Linked DNA regions of Capra hircus: region 1 is linked to region 2. The links are chromatin contacts, called in public Hi-C maps. All regions are on one chromosome and are shown on one strand. The core of a region is the stretch at or near the end of the contact, and the rest is flanking DNA. Distances in the headings are between cores, read along the strand shown.

Region 1 (3,683 bases), core at 841-3,340, 77 kb before region 2:
TGGAGCCCTGGTTTAGAATCCAGGCTCTGCCAACACCGGGTCACATTGCCTCTGAGCCAGTGTCCCCATCCGCACATGGACGGTGCCGAGGATCAGCCAAAACAAGGGACGTGAGTATGCTTGGCACGGGGCTGGCCCTCACTGTCTAGATGTCCTTGTTTGAGGGGGCTGGCGGGGTCTGATAGAATGGCAGACAGCACCCCCCACCAGACTTCCCCAGGCTCCCCAGAGGCTGCCTGTCCCACCTGACTGCAGAGCCTGGGGGCTGACTCCTGGCCTGCCACCCTCCTCGACTCTGTGTCACCTACAGCCGAGGGGGTTGCCGGTGTCATTCCTGACAGCTTCTTCAGGAAGATGCTGTTGTGAGCCAAGGGCGCACCCCGTGCTGTTGGTGGTGGGTCCCTTTCAGGTGCCTCCTTGCCGGGGTCTTGGTCCAGTGGCTCCATCCGCATGCAGTGATGGGGAACCCGCTTTGTTTTCCAGGGTGCTTGGTGAGCTTCATCTCTCCCCATTCAACCAGATTTTTTTTAAATTTTTTTTGATGGGGAAAATGTCCAAACGTCTAAATGTGGTTAGCCTTGCCGTTCTCTCCCTGGGGCCTCCTCGATGCCTGATTACTCAGCCGTGTCCCACTCAGCCCGTCGTCACCTCCAGGAATAATAATACCAGTCACGAGACAGTGACCTGAGTTCCCCTCTTGCCTCCAAGCACTCGTCCGTGTGGCCTCGCAGTTAATCCTCGAAGCAGCCTTGAGAGGCGAGTGTTTCCGATGAGAAGCCTGGAGGTCTGGGGCATGGTTGAGTGCCCACCTGATACGGACCAGCTGGCAGCGGGTGGAGCCGGGCTTTGAACTTGGGAAGTCTGGCATCAAAGCTGACGTGCTTGGTTACGCTCACGGCTGCCCTCAGGCAGGAAGGATGCCCATCTTCCCCCCACCCCCCGGTACGGTGCCCGGCTTAGAGTCGGTGCTCAGTAGACAGTGCTTGTGGAAGCTGTGCTGAGGGCTGGATGGCTGTGGGGGGTCACTGGGGCACCTGGACTCTGCACATGCCTGCCCTGTCACCGTCACCCCAGCTGTTATTTTCACTCCCAGCCCCTGTGTCTCAGACACTGGCGGCCTCGCTCTGTGCCCAGGGTCTGGCCTGGCTCTGCAGCGTCTGTGGCTGAAATAGGAGAACCGGCTATTTTTGTGCCTCTGGAGTCGGAGGCTTGGACCCAGCGTCACGAGACTCCAGCCGAGGGTGCCCTGTAGACCCAGTGGCAGGGCGGAGAGCTGGGGTCAGGCCCTCCTGGCTTCTGGTCCCCGTCGAGCTGCTTGCTAATGGGGTGTGGGGGAGCTTCGAGCAAGTCTCCTGACCTCTCAGAAAGCCAGTTTTGCCATCTGTAGAGTGGGAATGAAAATGATGTCTCCCTTGCATTGACATTGAAGTCGCTCAGTCGTGTCCGACTCTTTGCGACCCCATGGACTGTAGCCTACCAGTCTCCTCCGTCCATGGAATTTTCCAGGCAAGCATACTGGAGTGGGTTGCCATTTCCTTCTCCAGGAGATCTTCCCGACCCAGGGATCGAACCCGGGTCTCCTGGATTTTAGGCAGACGCTTTACCGTCTGAGCCGCAGACCCAAGCAATTCAGGCATTGCTTGAGGCAATGTTGGCAGCTGATGCCGATGTGGACAGCTGATGGGTCCTCAGTTCAGTTCAGTTCTCAGTGTTTGGGACAGTCAGTGAGTCAGGCAGATCCCTGCCTCGGGGACTAATGTTCTAGTGGGGCCTGGGACACAGGAATCCTGTATAGTAAGTCAGGAGGTGGGGCAGCTGGGAAGGAAGGAAGGAAGCACTCGGGGGACACTCAGGGGGCGTGGATGGGTGGGCGCACCCTCAGAAGGCTACTTTTGAACTGAGACTTCGCAAGAGGGGAGGGAGCAGGTCCGGGGAGCTTAGGGGAGAGCTAGCAGCCAGAGCAAAGCCCCTGAGGTCTGTGTGTGCACAGGCCGTTCTCTGGAACTGGAAGGAGGCTGCAGCAGAGAGTGAGTGAGGTGATAGGCGCTGTCAGGGTCATGCAGGGCCTGGCAGCCACTCGGAAGTCTTCGCCTTGTGCTCTGAAGCTGGGGGAGGGAGTCACGTGGGGTGGGAGGGGCACAGGCCGCCGTAGACTCGGGGAGACCGGTGAGGAGCCTCTGCAGCTGTCCAGGTGGGAGCTGATGGTGCCTCAGCCCAGGGTGGCGGCGGAGGTGGCGAGAAGCGGACAGAGTCTGGATCTCCTCTGAAAGTCGCACTGTGGCATCTGCTGGCGGACTGGGCATGGGTCGGGGAAAGAGAGAGAGTCACACAGACACTGAGCATTTGGGGCCTGGCAGCCAGGAGCGGGTGGAAAACCGCAGGGGAAGGGGTCTTGGGGGCAGATCAGGATTCGGCTTTGGACTTGCTGAGTTTGAAGTGTCTGTTAGACGTTCCCCATTCTTTCCCCAACCTCTCTTTGCCCATCCATACAATGGAAGATAATTCCTGCCCTGCCTGTGTCTGAAGGTTGTTGAGATGCTTTGAAGGGAATTTGAAAAGGCCTCCTAGGAGGGTGATCACGCCAAGCCCACGTCGGGAAATTCTTTAGCCCCTTAGGTGTTTCCCAGCACTTTTGAGCCCCCAGGGAGACGTACTCAGAGCCTTTTAAGCTACAGGAGGCCCTGCTAATAACTTCCACAGCAGGGTTTGTGAGAATTCAGCTGGCCCACGGCCAGCTCCCCGTGGCACCTCTCTCACTGTGAAAACTTGCAGCGCTTCTCTACCTGTTAACGCCCCTCCTGGGCAGGACCGCTCACCACCTCAGCCCCCCTCCACCCTCCCGTCTGCAGAATCCTTGACATAAAGTGAAAAGAGAACTCTGCTCTCAGATGCTGGTGGGTCCCCAGGCTTGGAAGGCCACTCCCTGGCCCTCCGTGGGCCCCAGCCACTGACCCAGGCCACTGAGAACATCACGCTGAAGGGCTGAAGGGAACTGGGTTCCCTGCTCTCAGAAGGCTGGTCTCTCAGGCTGGCAGTCCGCACTGTCCCAAAGGAGCCACCGCCGGGTCTCAGACATTCCAGGGATTAGAGCCATCAGGAGGGACGTGGCAATCCTGTGACTGCCAGAAGGAATGATAAATGCAGGGTGGATGTCTGGAGGGGTGGGCATGTGGGCAGAACCCTTCCGGGAGCCAGGAGCTGGGGCGTGGCTTCTGTGTGACCCTGGGGCAGTTGCCTGCCCTCTCTGTGCCTCAGTTTCTCTGTTAGTATACCAACAACACTCTGGCTCAGTTGGTAAAGAATCACCTGCAATGCAGGCAAGGAAGGAGTCGAGAGTCTCACCCCCGTGTTGGGAAAATTGCCTGGAGGAAGGCATGGCAGCCCACTGTGTTCTTGCCCACTGTATTCCCCAGTGTCCTTGCCTGGAGAATCCCATGGACAGAGGAGCCTGGTGGGCTACAGTCCACAGGGTCACAAAGAGTCGGACGCCTCTTAGCAACTAAACCACCAAACTGGAGTATTGGGCCAGATTCTCCTTAAGGGTTTTGGCTGTGCACGGCCTCCCACTTCTAGGAATCCAGTGGAGAGTAGAGCACTGGAGTCAGTCAGACAGAGCTGGGTTGGAATCCAGCCTTCCCCACTGTGTGACCTTCAGAAGGTGTCTTCCTGTCTCTGAGCCTCAG
Region 2 (3,890 bases), core at 519-3,018:
GGCCCGGCTGGAAGGGAATGTTATTGTGACTGCAGAAGCCTGAAGGTCACCAAGCATCACCCAGATTCAGGAGGCAGGCAGGCCTGAATCCCAGCTCCGTTCTGGCTGGCTGTGGGGTCCTGGACCATTTAGTTGTATTTGCTGGATTTCACAAACTCCTCTTCTGTAGAAGGGTGCATGTGTGCGTGCTTGGTCACTCAGTCCTGTCCGACTCTGTGCGACCCCATGGAACGGAAGCCTGCCAGGCGCCTGTGTCCATGGGATTCTCCAGGCAAGAACACTGGAGTGGGCTGCCTTGGCCTCTTCCAGGGGAGCTTCCCTATCTGGGGATCGAACCCGTGTCTTCTGCATCTCCTGTACTGCAGGTGGATTCTTTACCCACTGAGCCACCTGGGAAGGCCCTGTAGAAAGGGAATGATGCTCATAAAAACAGCCAAGATGTATTAAGCAGACAGGCCGAGCACTGTTGTCAGCTCTGAAGCGTAGCATTTAAGTCTGTGGTCCCACCTGGCAGAGACGAAGACTGACACTTGGGGTGGGCAGGAGGGTAACTTGTGTTCACAGTGGGCGTATTTCCCAGCACTTAGTCGTAGGAGTAGGAGTTTGATACTTTGCATTTGTTCATCGTACCGGTTCTTTGTTTTAAATATGCAGTTTTTCTTCTTGCCCTGGGGCGGGATCAAACGCAGTAGCAGCTCTGTGGACACCGAGGGTGGGCTTGCCATGTTCTCAGTTCACCTTCCCCACCCAAGGGCTACAGGATCGCATGGCATTTTAAAGCCAGGGAGATCTGGGTCAACCCCAGTGTGGCCACTTACTGGCTGTGTCTCTGTGTGTCTCAGTTTCCTCATCTGTGGGTATTGTGCCCAGGGATATGGCGTGTCCATGGCTAAGATGGACTCAGACCCGGATATGGTGTGTCCATGGCTGAGCTGGACTCAGACCCAGGTCTCCCAGCTCCTTCCCCTGCCCCCTACCCGAGTCAGGAGTGGCCACACCCCTCCACTGACTTATGTCCCATAGCTGTGGTCGGTACCCAAGCTGGGGGGAGGTGAGTGAATTAGAAATGGGTGGGCTTCTCTGGTAGCTCAGCTGGTAAAGAATCTGCCTGCAACACAGGAGATCCTGGTTTGATTCCTGTGCCAGGAAGTTCCTCTGGAGAAGGGATAGGCTCTCACTCCAGTATTCATGGGGTTCCCTGGTGGCTCAAAGAGTAAAGAATCTGCCTGCAATGCAGGAGACCTGGGTTCGATCCCTGGCTTGGGAAGATCCCCTGGAGGAGGGCATGGCAACCCACTCCAGTTGCCTGGAGAATCCCCAAGGACAGAGGAGCCTGGCCGGCTATAGTCCATGAGGTCACAGAGGGTCGGACACGACTGAGTGAGTAAGCACACAAGAAAAGAAAAAGGGAAGCGCAGGTTTCTAATGGTACACATGAAGGGCGTTTCGTTTTCTTTCCTAAGCTGTGATATACGGTTAGTTAATGAGCTTACTTAAATTTCACTAGAATGTTCCTGCAGGAGTCTGGAAGCCTGGGTCCTGGTTTTGCTTTGTCTCACCCTGGGAGGCCCCTCTCCTCTGGGCCTCTATCCTCCCAGCTCTTCCAGGGAGAAGGGGAAACCCCGCCACTGGCATCTCCACCTGCCCGCGTCCCCGCCCCCGCTCCCGTGTCCTGGTATCGCTCGCCCCCTCCCTTCTCTCAGAGGTACCGCAGCTTCTCCTCCCAGAAAGGGCCCAGGCGCGGCTTTACTCCCAGCCCTGGGCAGCAGCGCCACCTGCTGTCCGCTCGGTGGTATTTCCCTCATTTTTTGTGGATCCGCCTCAATGCCGCCCCACGCCCCAATGTCCTGCTTATTCCAAGTAACGAAATCCGTTCAGAGCTGACAAAAAGCAGGCTGTACTCCCTGAGTTGAGACACCAGCACACCTGGGTTGACAGCTCTGCCCAAGGGTGAAGTTCGGCGGTCTTTTGGGGCAGACCCTCTGATCAGGGACGTGTTGTCTGGCGTGCTGGTCCCCCCTTCCTTAGGATAAGGCTTTCCTCTGCTCTTGACTTTGGGGTCTTTTTAAGAGAGGAGCAGGGAGCCTATTTAATTTTAATGGCTTGATTTATTTATAAATCTTCTGTCTTTTGTGGTTCCAATTATCCGAGTGGTACTCGGAATACATTATCGTGGGCAGAAATTACAGGAGGAGAGAGAGAGTCATGGATCTGGATTCTGGGGTCAGGTCCGCCCCTTTGGGCAAGGCTCTTCATGTCTTTCTGCCTCGGCTTCCTCATCTTTCGCAAGGTTGTTTAATTTCGTGAGGTTAATCCTATCCTGTGGGGAGGATGCAAAGATACAGCTTTTCAGCACAGGGCCTGGCACATAGTAGGCGCTTGGTAAATCTTGGTCGAGTGAGTGAGTGAGTGAGTGAAGCAATGTAGGATATCCCCAACTCCCGCTCCACCACAGGTGATGGCCGGTGACGGTCTCATCGCCGTCAGCGCTGCCCGGCGGAAATGCCCCGCAAGCTGCGCACCCAAGACGCGCGCGCAGCCGCAGCGTTCCAGGGGCCGCATCAGCACAGTAGAAGGAAAACGGGCGAAATTAATTTCTTTAAGATTTTTTCCCCTTTTTTAAAAGTCTTCTTCCTTTTTTTTAAAGGCAATTTTTTAAAGTCTTGATTGAATTAGTCACAATATCGCTTCTGTGGTTGGTTGGTTTGTTTGTTTGTTTTGGCCATGCAGCATGCAGAATCTTAGCTCCCCAACCAGGGGTCGAACCTTCTTCACTCCTTGCACTGGAAGTCGAAGTCTTAACCACTGGACCTCCAGGGAAATCCTGGCACAATTAATTTTAACAGTATATTCTGTGGAACCCAATACCCAGTGTGTGCTAAATCGCTTCAGTCATGTCTGACTCTGTGCAGCGTATGGACCAGAGCCTGCCAGGCTCCTCTCTCCGTGGGATTCTCTGGATGAGAATACTGGAGTGGGTTGCTGCGTGCTTCTGCAGGGGTCTTTCCCACCCAGGGAACCAGCCCACGTCTCTCGAGCCTCCTGCATTGGCAGTCCGGCTAGCGCCACCTGGGAAGCCCCACTGAGCCCAATAGACCCTTTATAAATACTGCCCTTGTAACATGCAATCACTGTAAAGTTATCACTGTGGTATTTTACTTGTTTATTTTTTTTCACTCCAAGTGTTAGGAGTCAGCGTGTAGTCTCTACCCTTGGCCCAGCTCAGCCCTCACTCGCCCCATTACAAGGGCCCAGCGGCCACAGGTGACCCTCGGCTCCCCTACTGGGCAGCACAGAGTTAGAGGATCTCGAGTGGGGGAGTGGCTCTTCCCATTCTGCACCTGTCCAGGTGTTCCAGAGGAACCGTGGACAGCACCTGGCTGGGCCCAGGATGGTTCTCCTCACTGGGATGATCTGTCTCTTATTTCCTGGCATACAAAGCACAGCCCACATCCTGCCTTCTGCCGAATCCCTTCCTTGACATTCAGGTCTCAGAAGCAACCTGCCTGACCACGCCTCCCTCGCTCCCTTCCATTCTCGTAGCTTGGCCCCCGAGTCCCCGTCCCCGGACAGCAGTGCCACCTCGGCTTGGAAGCAGCCCCCCAGCAGCCGCCTGTCCTCGCTGTCCTCCCAGACGGAGGTCACCTCGGCTGGGGACCAGCACGACTGTTCCAGGGAGCAGCGCAGCACCAGCGTGGACCAATCCAGCACGGACCTGGAATCCACTGACGGGATGGAGGGGCTGCCCCCGCCAGACGCCTGCCCCGCAAAGAAGGTGGACGACTTCCCCTTTATCGATGTGAGTCGGTAGCTGGGAGCAGTGCTGGAAACACTCCTCTCTCTCCTTTTTTTTTTAATGACTCAGGATGTTCTGCACCAGTCTGAGGCTG

What was found. A called contact is a pair of places that touch in the nucleus more often than the background predicts.
Region 1: a contact with region 2 is called in a Hi-C map of blood, with 3 times the contacts expected there. The contact joins two enhancer-like sites. A contact is called at or near these places in 2 of 5 Hi-C or Micro-C datasets (both in blood).

The regions. Positions count from the first base shown.
Region 1 is chr17:5,880,093-5,883,775 of ARS1.2, reverse strand. The region is part of intron 5 of KIAA1671; the gene reads left to right. Among named protein-coding and RNA genes, the nearest start is that of KIAA1671, 43 kb to the left of the region's middle. Within about 2 kb of position 2,090, at least 3 of the 5 cell types and tissues checked have an H3K27ac peak or open chromatin away from gene starts, as enhancers often do.
Region 2 is chr17:5,803,044-5,806,933 of ARS1.2, reverse strand. It overlaps KIAA1671, which reads left to right. Exons shown (of 12, transcript XM_018061072.1): 7 at 3,544-3,799. Among named protein-coding and RNA genes, the nearest start is that of CRYBB3, 16 kb to the right of the region's middle. Within about 2 kb of position 1,768, at least 3 of the 5 cell types and tissues checked have an H3K27ac peak or open chromatin away from gene starts, as enhancers often do.